Linked DNA regions of Anas platyrhynchos: region 2 is linked to region 1. A link is a contact called in public Hi-C data. All regions are on one chromosome and are shown on one strand. The core of a region is the stretch at or near the end of the contact, and the rest is flanking DNA. Distances in the headings are between cores, read along the strand shown.

Region 1 (4,852 bases), core at 1,555-4,054:
TGATTCGGGTCACACAAGTCGAGAACAGAGTTTTACTGGTAATGCCGAAAGAGACAGACAGAGAGGTGGTTGTTTTAAACCCCCTATAATAGCCAGTTTGAATCTGGCAGGCCAATTCCTCTCCACAGCACAAAGCAAGCTTCTCACAGTTTCTAAATGAAGCAAAGTCCTTAATGCAGTTACTAAATGAGAAGTGGCATCTCAGTGGGCTGCCTCAGTGGATTAATTTTAAATGCATAATTCAATATAGACCCACATAAACCTTTATGAATAGAAATGGAGGTTATATAAGCATGTTCTTACAGTGTATACTGCAAATCCAAAGGCCAGTTTGAGTATAAATCAACTCTATCTTTTATTAATATTTTCACCTTCCCATACGTTCAACTATCTAGCAAATGTGCTAATCAGATTGCTTTCTTCACTCATACACTGAGATGTCTAAAAGAAAAAAGGTACTTCAGTGCCAGAGACCAACTTCTTCCCTCAATCCTTTGAGGAAACTTTACACTGGGATCATTCTGCAGAGGCCAGCTGCATCGGGGACAGCTCAGGAAGGGCACTCAATGCAAGACCATCATTTCCCACTGGTGAAAGCTGAAGGTCCACAAGTCCTGCGGGGACCAGCATGTCTCACAACATCAAATGAGCAGAAAAGATGATGCTGGACATGCTTCTACTGAAAGCCAATGCTGGGAAGCAAATACGCAGCCCCCTTTTATGACCCAAGAAATATCCATGGGCAAGTTTAATAAGGCATCGGGTTAGAGTGTCATGTCACCTAAAAGCAAGGCAAAAGCTGTTTGTCTGCTCCCTGCCTTCTTTGGAACCAAAACACATCCACTCCTCAGGGAAGCCAGAAGGAAAACTGGCTTCTCATTTTCATCCCTTCCTAGCTAGACAAATTTGGCACTTCAGAAATGCAGCTTTAGACACACGGGCACTTTGCTACTTCTGCTACAATAATAAATGGTCACATCCCTCACTTTAGCTATCCTTAATGTGCTTTAAGTATACAGCTGTTAATAAACCAAGCCAAAGATCTCAGGAAACCAAAATAAAAGAAGGCCTACCTCAACACCAGTTTTCATGTGGTAGATGAATCGTTTCCCATAAATGAATTTCTTCTGAACCAGTAACGATCTACTTCAGTGTGCTGAAAAAAAAAAAAAAAGAAAAAAAAAAAAAAGAAAAGAAAAAATTCAGATTAGTTTGATGATCGCAGAAATATAGTCATCTTTTTAGCCAGGGATTAATATTGCCTTGCAGCAAGGTAAATCCCTATCGTCTCACTGAACGACTACAAAACTGATCTGCAAAACTGATTAGCAGCTTCACCAGTTAAAAATATGTTTATAGGTTACTACAATTTATTATTAAACATAATCAGATTAATTAAAGTCAGAATGTCAGGCTTGGGCTATTAGTAGAAATATTTATGATTGTGCGCTGATAGTAACTGCTACTGGGCTACTGGGCTGTGTATTAGCAGCCTAGCTTCAAACTGAACATTGTTTATAGGAGCCAGAAAATGACAGGGGTTTAAGAACAAGAACAAAAAAACTTAAAATATTCCCAAACTTTGAGGAAACTCAGATCTGGATCTGGACCAGAGCATTACATCTGATTTACAGTTCCACAACCCACAGAAAAAAAACCTCTGATTCATATACTTGTTAAACTCTGGAGAACTTTAAATTTAGGTTAAAATCTAACTTTCTATCTCGGGTCCACTATCAATGAAAACATAAAGGAAGGCAATGGTGTGAATGACTGTGGAAATGCCTAGGCTGTGCTTTGCAGGGAGATGCAAACTTGCCCTGCTTTCCCTGCGAGTTAGGTGGACATCAGCCAGCTCTAACCAAGGAGACACTACACCAGGGCACTGTGGCACATCAACAATGCCATACGACAGGTGACATTTGGTGGCACCCAGTCTAGTGCCAACTCACACCCACGCAGCTCTGGACACGAGCAGAGCAAGCTGTGGTCAGCCTGTGAAATCTCCCACCTTGTGAAAGTTCAGTGGAAGAAGTGTCTGCAGTGACATCAAGGAACTCAGAGAGGCCAATAAGAAGAAGTATTTTAGTAAGAAACAGCTATTAATTACAAGTCAAGTTCTGGAGGGGCTACCTAGGAAACACAGATAGGTTTGTTCAACCATTTTTTCATTGCAAACTGCCAGACAGGGTGAATTTGGGACAATTTCTCCCCAGTTCAGCATAGTTCTGGCATAAGCAGAAGATTTGACCCTGAGTTATTTACTGAGACTTATTTTTGAGCAACTCAGAAACAAAAAAGCCCAATTATACTGTTATTTAGACCAAACTAATTCCATTGGCTTTAGTAGATTTGTTCCTGACTGAGAGTTGTTCCTGAGATTTGAAAGAAAGCCCGAAGTGCCACTTAGCATTGAAATCCTTCTTGTTATTTTACATTTCCTTGGAAAATTGCATAAAGTCTGTTCTTGCTTAAGTCACTCCCAGGAAGAAAAACTCTTTGCTGCAGTGCTGTGGTTAGAGACCCATACTGTTAATAAAAACAAATGCAAAAGTATAGCAAAAACACCAGTTCTGTCTGGGAAAATCGTTGGTTTTATCTGCTCAGTCAACACAAAAGAGGTTGTGTGTGCGTGTTTCTAAAATTCTCATTATCAGACTGAAAGGGAAGGCTGACAAGCTGCTTATAAAGGCAAAGAAATCAGATGTTCCAGCGGCCTTGGCTCTGCACACAGCCAGCACTGCTGGCTCGGCTCCTTTCACATGGTAGAAGCCATGAGAAATTCATTTTAAGGACCAGGCTATTATGCAATGGTCTCGGTTGCATCAGCACAGCAAGGGAAGCACTAGGGGAAGAGTAAATAAAAGTTGAGGCTCTGTGCCTGCAAGACGGCAGCCGCCCGCAGAGCGCCTGCAGGAAGCCGAGCCGCTGAGCCCGGCCGGGAGGTCTGCACGGGGAGCGCTCCAGGCACACGCTGCTCCGTCCCAGCTCCCCCTGCTATGCTCCAAAAATTAATTAGTTGTGGCAGATTGGCTACATCACCTGAGTTTTGATCTGTGCCTCCAGAGAGAAATCTGTATGAAAAAGGTTGGAAAAAAATATAAGCCAGCATCAAGAAATGGCACGTCCACTGTTAACTCCAGTGCCTTTAGTGGAGCTGCAAACAGGACTGTTGCTACCTGTGAACCAAATGCACCCGGCCAAATTGGTGGTACGCAGCCATAATGCCACTTGTGCTGGAGGAAAACCACTAAGCTGTATTAATGGAACATATGCAAGGCACCAGAGATCTCATCTGGACAATTTCTGGCAGCAGCCCGTTCACAGAGCCCCTAGCTAAAGCTGTACAAACATTTCTTTGCCATCCTGCAGCGGGGAGCTTGTGTCTGGAAGTAAAGCAACGCGTACTGTAGAGCAGTGCGCCTGTTGGCGTGGAGGCAAGCATGCTGCGTGGAGCAGCTACTGCTCATTTTGGGTTAAAGGACCCTCCGAGACATCTTATTAAACTTGGCTTCAGGGCAATTGCACTTGTTTGAAACTTCTGATTGCCATCACCAGGTCCTTCACATAACACTGGCTGGTGGTACCACATTACCCAGGGTTAAATGAAGACCTTCACACCCAGCAAATGCAAACCAAACAAACACATCTCCTGCAGGCTTTAGGCTGATCCCAGCCACACTGACCTGGTTACCAGCCTCAATTTCCCACGTGGCAACACCCAACCTAAGGGCGGTTGGACTCAAGGTTGCAACATGACATTTTGTCACAACAGACCACGACACGAACGTCAGAAGGGTGATGTGCAGCACAGAGACGTGCCCTTCCCAGGAGTTCCTGCAAAATGATCCAGAGCGAAGGTCTGTGATACAAGATCCCAGCTCACCCAGAATTTTTGCAGACGGCAGCAGGAAGATTGCAGTCCGAGCTTTTAAGGAGCAGGAGAATAAAAACTTTCACTGTGGCCAGTCAAGAACAGGACTAGACCTGAAGTTAACCTGTCAACATGCCCACACTGATCCATGCCACAGAATTTGGGCTTTGGTAGCAAGTCACGCTCTGAAACTATTAGACAAATAGCAAGCAAAACTTGATGTTGATACTCCTAGCATTTTATATGCAATGTAAATATTCCTATTGATTGTTCTGTCACAGTACGTAGTGCTTCTTCACAGTCAAATCCCTTGTTTTATAAACAACATGAAGCAAGGAGACATTTATTTTCATTAGGGATCATAACACTAAGAATGCTTATGTAACCTATTGTTCCGTCAAAATGGAAAGCACAAAATGAACCTCTGATCTTCTTTCATGCAAATATGGACCAGGTCGCTCATCTTTGAGGAGAGCTATCTTTATCAATTGAAACACTCTCCTAAAACAGGTCGTGTATTTCCCTCTTCTTTGTAACACGTATGATTTGAGAGCCAAACTGAGTAAACACTGGTTGTGTCTAAAACAAAGCTCTAATTTTATGTAGAGGTACATTAATTTGTACATCTAGCTGTGACAGAAAAGTCACTTTATTTACTCTTGTATGAATAAAACATGCTTTCACATCTTGCCAAGTCCAGTGAAGTTATTTCACCCCACACATAGACTTGGTAAAATGCTGACCCTTTGGGGGGCACATCTCCCCTCCTCTGCTTCTCACAGTGTCACTTTGCTTCGTTTGCCCACGTCACCAGTGACAGAGCTGGCATTTAGGACAGCAGGAATGACGCACTCGCAAGAAGCCAGCCAGCAACATCTCCTCCTGCCTTGCTAGCTCTGATGGTGCCAACAACAGCGTTAGGGAAGGCTGCTGCGAGTAGTTTGAAGTCTATGGAAACACAACACGGCCCCTGGGACT
Region 2 (4,852 bases), core at 1,294-3,793, 56 kb before region 1:
TTGTCAGTAACAATACAATGAAGATATTATTCAAATGGAAGTATTATGTTTTTAAGTATTTTTAAAAGGCAAACAATACCAAACTGAATTCAACATTAAAAATGGCAAGGCAAAAATCCATACACAGCGCATTTATACCTTTAATATAACATATTAACACTTTCCATCCCAGAGTGATGACTCCTATAGTGCGTGCATTTTTGCTTTTTTCTTCTTTAAATACACTAAACTAGAAGATAATTTCATATAACTGCCATATAAATTGAAATAACCAAAACCAAGGATTAAATCAATTGGACTTCTGAATAACAAAGTATTTCCTAATCTACATTCCAAACAGGAGTCAAAGCAATTCTAGGATGATGAACCCACGCAAAACTAATACTTAATAGGGAAACATAACACGGATATACTCAAGGCCCCATTATTCACTGCTTTCAGCTCTGAATACCAAAAATATCAGACATGCTGTTGAAATGACAGTACAAGGTGGGAACCTGACCTGTGTGAAAATGCTGTTATGCTAAAACTCAACACCTTTTTTCCCCTTATAATTTCATTTTAAAAGCCAGTTACTGCTGTTGCTAAAGTAAAACAACTGAGGACTCAGATTTCACAGAACAGGTTTTCTAAGAGTAAGCCAAAATTTAACAAGCTCATGCAACCAGTCTTGCTATCTGGATTTATTTTACATGTTGGTGAAAACTAGGTCGAGACAACTATGAGTCAGCACAGCACTACAATACGGCCCAAACAATTTGAAAAGAGCTTCCAAAACCCACCACACAAACCCAGGCACTGAACTCCCGTTCCATCAGTCTATCCACTTCAATCTGGCTAACTAAAAAAACGTTCCTCTATCCAACTGCAAGGGCTGAGCAGTGCCATCAATGAGAAAGGCAGGTCCTCACCATCATTATTTAGCTGCACACCTGGCTGGCTGTTTGTGATGGACTCACTCCCTCATCTATCTGGCCAGCAGTGAATTTATCCAATTTAAAGACTCCTCAGAAGCTTTTCTCTTAGCAGATTTACAAGGTTCTGTTCTCCCTTACTGCACCCCTTATCTGTGTGCTGTTTTAGTAGCACAGACTTCTTTCTGCGGGCAGGGCAGTCAGTCGGTATACAGAATACAAGAGGTGACACAGCATGATTCTGAGCATTACTCCCGTTCCAATATTCATGAAGTATTGACAAAAGGATAGGTACAGCAGACAAAGCTTCCAGACATCTCAAAACACGGGGTGAGGTTCAGACTCCATCACCAACCGCGTGCAGATACGCCAGGTTCGTAGCACCGCTGCAGCTGGAGGCAGTCAGCCCTCTCCTCACACAGCCTGCTGTGCTTGCTGGGATGAACTGGGTTAGGAAGAGGAGGGAACTGCATTACAGTTACTTGCAACTTTAAAAAAATGAAAGCCTTTGTGAGCACCACAGACTGTGCAATGCATCTGCAACAGCTAAATCTGTGTGAGGCTGGGCATGGGTGCCCAAGAAAATGAAACACCCTCCTGAGGTGCCTTCAGTACCTGGGTTTGTGAGATGAGCAAGCCTGAAGAAAACACTCAGAAGGTGAAGACAGCATGAAGGGAAATACACAAGACAAAGGTGTGATCCTCCCCACATTTGCATTTAATCAGTCTTACAGACACGCTACAAATACCAAGCATTTTACTTTGCCGCCACTATCGGGTCTCGGGATATTTGTACTGTACTTGATCAATGCTTCTCACGTCAAACCACTTAACCTACAGTTCAGGGCACTGGAGAACACTTCTGAAGCGTAATTTCTGTCATTTCACACAAATTCAGTTGAGAGACTGCCTCATTACTCTCCGTCATGGTGCAGCAGGAACACCAATAACCAGCAGAAGTATTTTGCAACTCTGGGACAGGAACTAACCCCACACGTACACGTGCCGAAGGCTGAGGCCTCGCTATGGCCGTACCCAGGCTGGGCTGTGTGCGTGTGCGGAAGGCGAGCCAGGACCCTTGGCAAGCAGGCCTGGTTGCTTTGCATTTTACAAGCGCAGCCGGCATTTCTCTGCAGAGCCGCACCGGCATTTTCCTTGCAGGCCTTCCCCACAAATTACAGCCCGTCGCTTTTTTCCCTACTTAGCAGCAGGGGACCCAAAGGCTCCCGCGGGAGCCGCCGCAGTCCCAGGCCGCCCGCCTCAGCGCAGCCCCCGGCATTTTTGCCGGGTGCCCCCCACCCCCGGGCCGCCCCCCGCCGCCGACCTGTTGGAGTGGAAGCGGCGCAGCGGGTCGGTGCGGTGGCAGGACGAGAGCTGGCAGCCGAAGTCGCTGACGTCCAGGCAGCCCTCCTCGCTCAGGCTCCAGCTACCGCCGCGCGGCGGGTGCTGGTGCGAGAGGAGCGGGCACGGCTCGTCGGGGGCCAGGAACTTCTCGTACGGCTCCTCGGTCATGGCGGCGGCGGCAGGGGGGGAAGGAACGGCGCGATCGCCTCACGCTGCGAGCGGCCGAGCCGCAGGCGCCGCCATGGAGGGAGCGGGGCGGGAGGCGCCGGGCTCCTTCCGGCGGCCGCTGCGCCCCCTGGCGCGGCGGAGGGGCCCTGCCGGGGCGGCGCTGCCATGGCGGCGGCGGCGGTGGCGGCGGGGAAGGCGGCGGGCGCGGCCCACGGGCACGGCGAGGGACGAGGCGGCGGCGGCGGAGGCGGCTTCCTGGGGCCGCGGGTGCCCGCTGAGGTGGAGGCGATGGCGCGGGGCGTGCAGGAGGTGGGCCACGACACCTTCCGCCGCCTCCTCAGAGGTACGGCCGGGCCGGGGGGGGCTGCAGCCGTCCCGGTGCCGTCCCGGTGCCGTCCCGGTGCCGTCCCTGCCACATAACCGCGGGGCGATCGGCGAAGCTGCCGGGAGCAAGGGGACGGGCTTGGGGCTCGCTGAGGGGAGATGAGGCTGCACGGCGCGGTGCGGGGCCGCCACCCCTCTGTGCACGTTCCTCCTGCTAACTTTCGGGCTTTTTCATCGCTTCAGTCAATAAAGGCCTCAAACAGCTGGTAGTTGTGTTTTAAAAAGATTTGTCTCTAAGAATTGTTGCTACGCAGAGTCAGAAAGGGAAATCCTGAACGCAGGAAATCCTGGATGCATCGCTCCCTGCAACAACTGCAGGCAATAAAGCTACAGATAGGCAGGGAAATTTGGGACAGAAGTAAATACCGATGCGGAACCAGGTTTGCTGTCCGGTGCAGGGAGAATGGAGACAGAAAGGCTGTGTGGGTGCCAGGAAACCTGACCGTCCCCTAAGCCCCGCCGTGGGTTTCGGGCACCCCCGGGGTGTGCAGTGAGTGCTGCCTGCCCTAGGGGGAGCGCACAGCCCTGCAGCGAGGCCGTGCAGGTTCACCAGTGCCCGCAGATGGGCTCCCAGGGCCCTGCAGAAGCATCCAGGAGCCTTCTGCTCTCGCTGGGCTGGGATTCACAGCGTGCAGGACGGCAGTGTGCCCTTCCAAGCACGGGCAGTATGAAGATGTGACAGATTTCAGCTGGCTGTGTCCAGATTGCGCTGGCACTTGCACCAAGTTGTCTTTTTGAGGCTGTCGGAGTCAATTTATCACTGAATAATAACTAATATATTAAAAAAAAAAATGCTGTTTCATATGCCCACTCATTTAAAGACACAAAGACTGCATATAACAGTATCTGTAGGTGATGGTATTGTAGGCAGTGCTAAACTGCAAGTCTGTGGCTGCAGCATCCTGTAGGAGCAAGGGACTCTCAGCAGGGAGGCTCCGTTGGGACGAAGTGCTCTGCACGTGATCCAGTGAACAAGCCTCAGTGGTGATCTGTGCTTGGCTTTTCCGGTGAATTGAATCTTCTTCCTTTTTTTCAAAGGCAGTTTCTTTGTCTTAGAGCAGAGCCTTTTCCAGACAGTGTGGAAAGCTTGGTGCGAGCACCCTGTCCATCCTAGCTAACCACTGCCGAGTTTGCGTTGCAGATCGTGCCGTACACATTCAGCCAACCACATGAGTGATCCAGGACTCACCACTGAATTTGATGTGCGTGTAAGAATGTGAAAAGCAAAGAAAATTTGTCCTGAATAAGAAGACAGCAGTCAGTGGAACCCACACAATACCAAAAAGAAGGCTGACAGTTTACAACCTTTTTTTTACCATATTATTAAACTAATCTCTTAGTCTTGGCTTTTGGTAAGACTTGCTGGCCATTTTTAACTTCCATGTTTTATTCACAGCACTAAATATGACACATTATAAAAGACTACTCTAATTCCTCAGTCCTGCAATGGGATTGTGTCAGTAATGTCTTTTTTTTAATCCACCATGGGGCTTCCTGTGGCTCCAGGAGTCCCTCGAGACCGATCAGAGTGCAGGACAGAGGCTGATGTGACAACAGAAATTTGTCATTTGTATAAGCCAGGTTGGATATGGAAAAAGAATGAATAACTGAGTGCTGAAGACTGAGATAAACTCACAGAAGTTTCAAGTGTGTAATATTGCTGTGTGTTAACAGTCGTTTCCTTCAAAGCTTGAATAAATTGGCAGTTGTGCTAACTATAAGACTTGAAGGTTTAGTTTTGCGTTCTTGTTCATTTAATTGTTAGTCTCTGCTGAAATTGCAAGACAAATTGTGTGAGATGTTAGAGAACAGTGTTGAATGGTTTACTCTCTAGTGCTTTCTTGGGTATCACAGCTGTAGTTAAGCTGTAAGCAGACTGGATGTGAACAACATTGATGATAGAAGCTCACGTCATATGTGAACTCATGAGCAATGAATTTGTTTTTCCATTATCCCATTGGAACCAAATTCCACAGTGAAATCATCTCCAATTTTAAAATGCAAAGGCTGAGTATGTTGAAGTTCTCTTGGTAAAGTGTTGC

What was found. Hi-C and Micro-C count contacts between places; a contact is called where the count stands out from the background.
Region 2: a contact with region 1 is called in a Hi-C map of liver, with 1.9 times the contacts expected there. The contact joins the promoter of COMMD5 here to the enhancer-like site in region 1. A contact is called at or near these places in 3 of 8 Hi-C or Micro-C datasets (liver, skeletal muscle and subcutaneous adipose tissue).

What each region holds. Positions count from the first base shown.
Region 1 is chr10:9,414,268-9,419,119 of IASCAAS_PekinDuck_T2T, reverse strand. It overlaps a transcript of KIAA1210 not described here. Among named protein-coding and RNA genes, the nearest start is that of LONRF3, 30 kb to the left of the region's middle. Within about 2 kb of position 2,804, at least 3 of the 8 cell types and tissues checked have an H3K27ac peak or open chromatin away from gene starts, as enhancers often do. A contact at or near this core is called in subcutaneous adipose tissue, where this site is marked.
Region 2 is chr10:9,469,598-9,474,449 of IASCAAS_PekinDuck_T2T, reverse strand. It overlaps COMMD5 (COMM domain containing 5), which reads left to right and starts at 2,543. Exons shown (of 6, transcript XM_038184160.2): 1 at 2,543-2,769. The coding sequence starts at 2,592. The region is part of intron 2 of FAM199X (family with sequence similarity 199, X-linked); the gene reads right to left.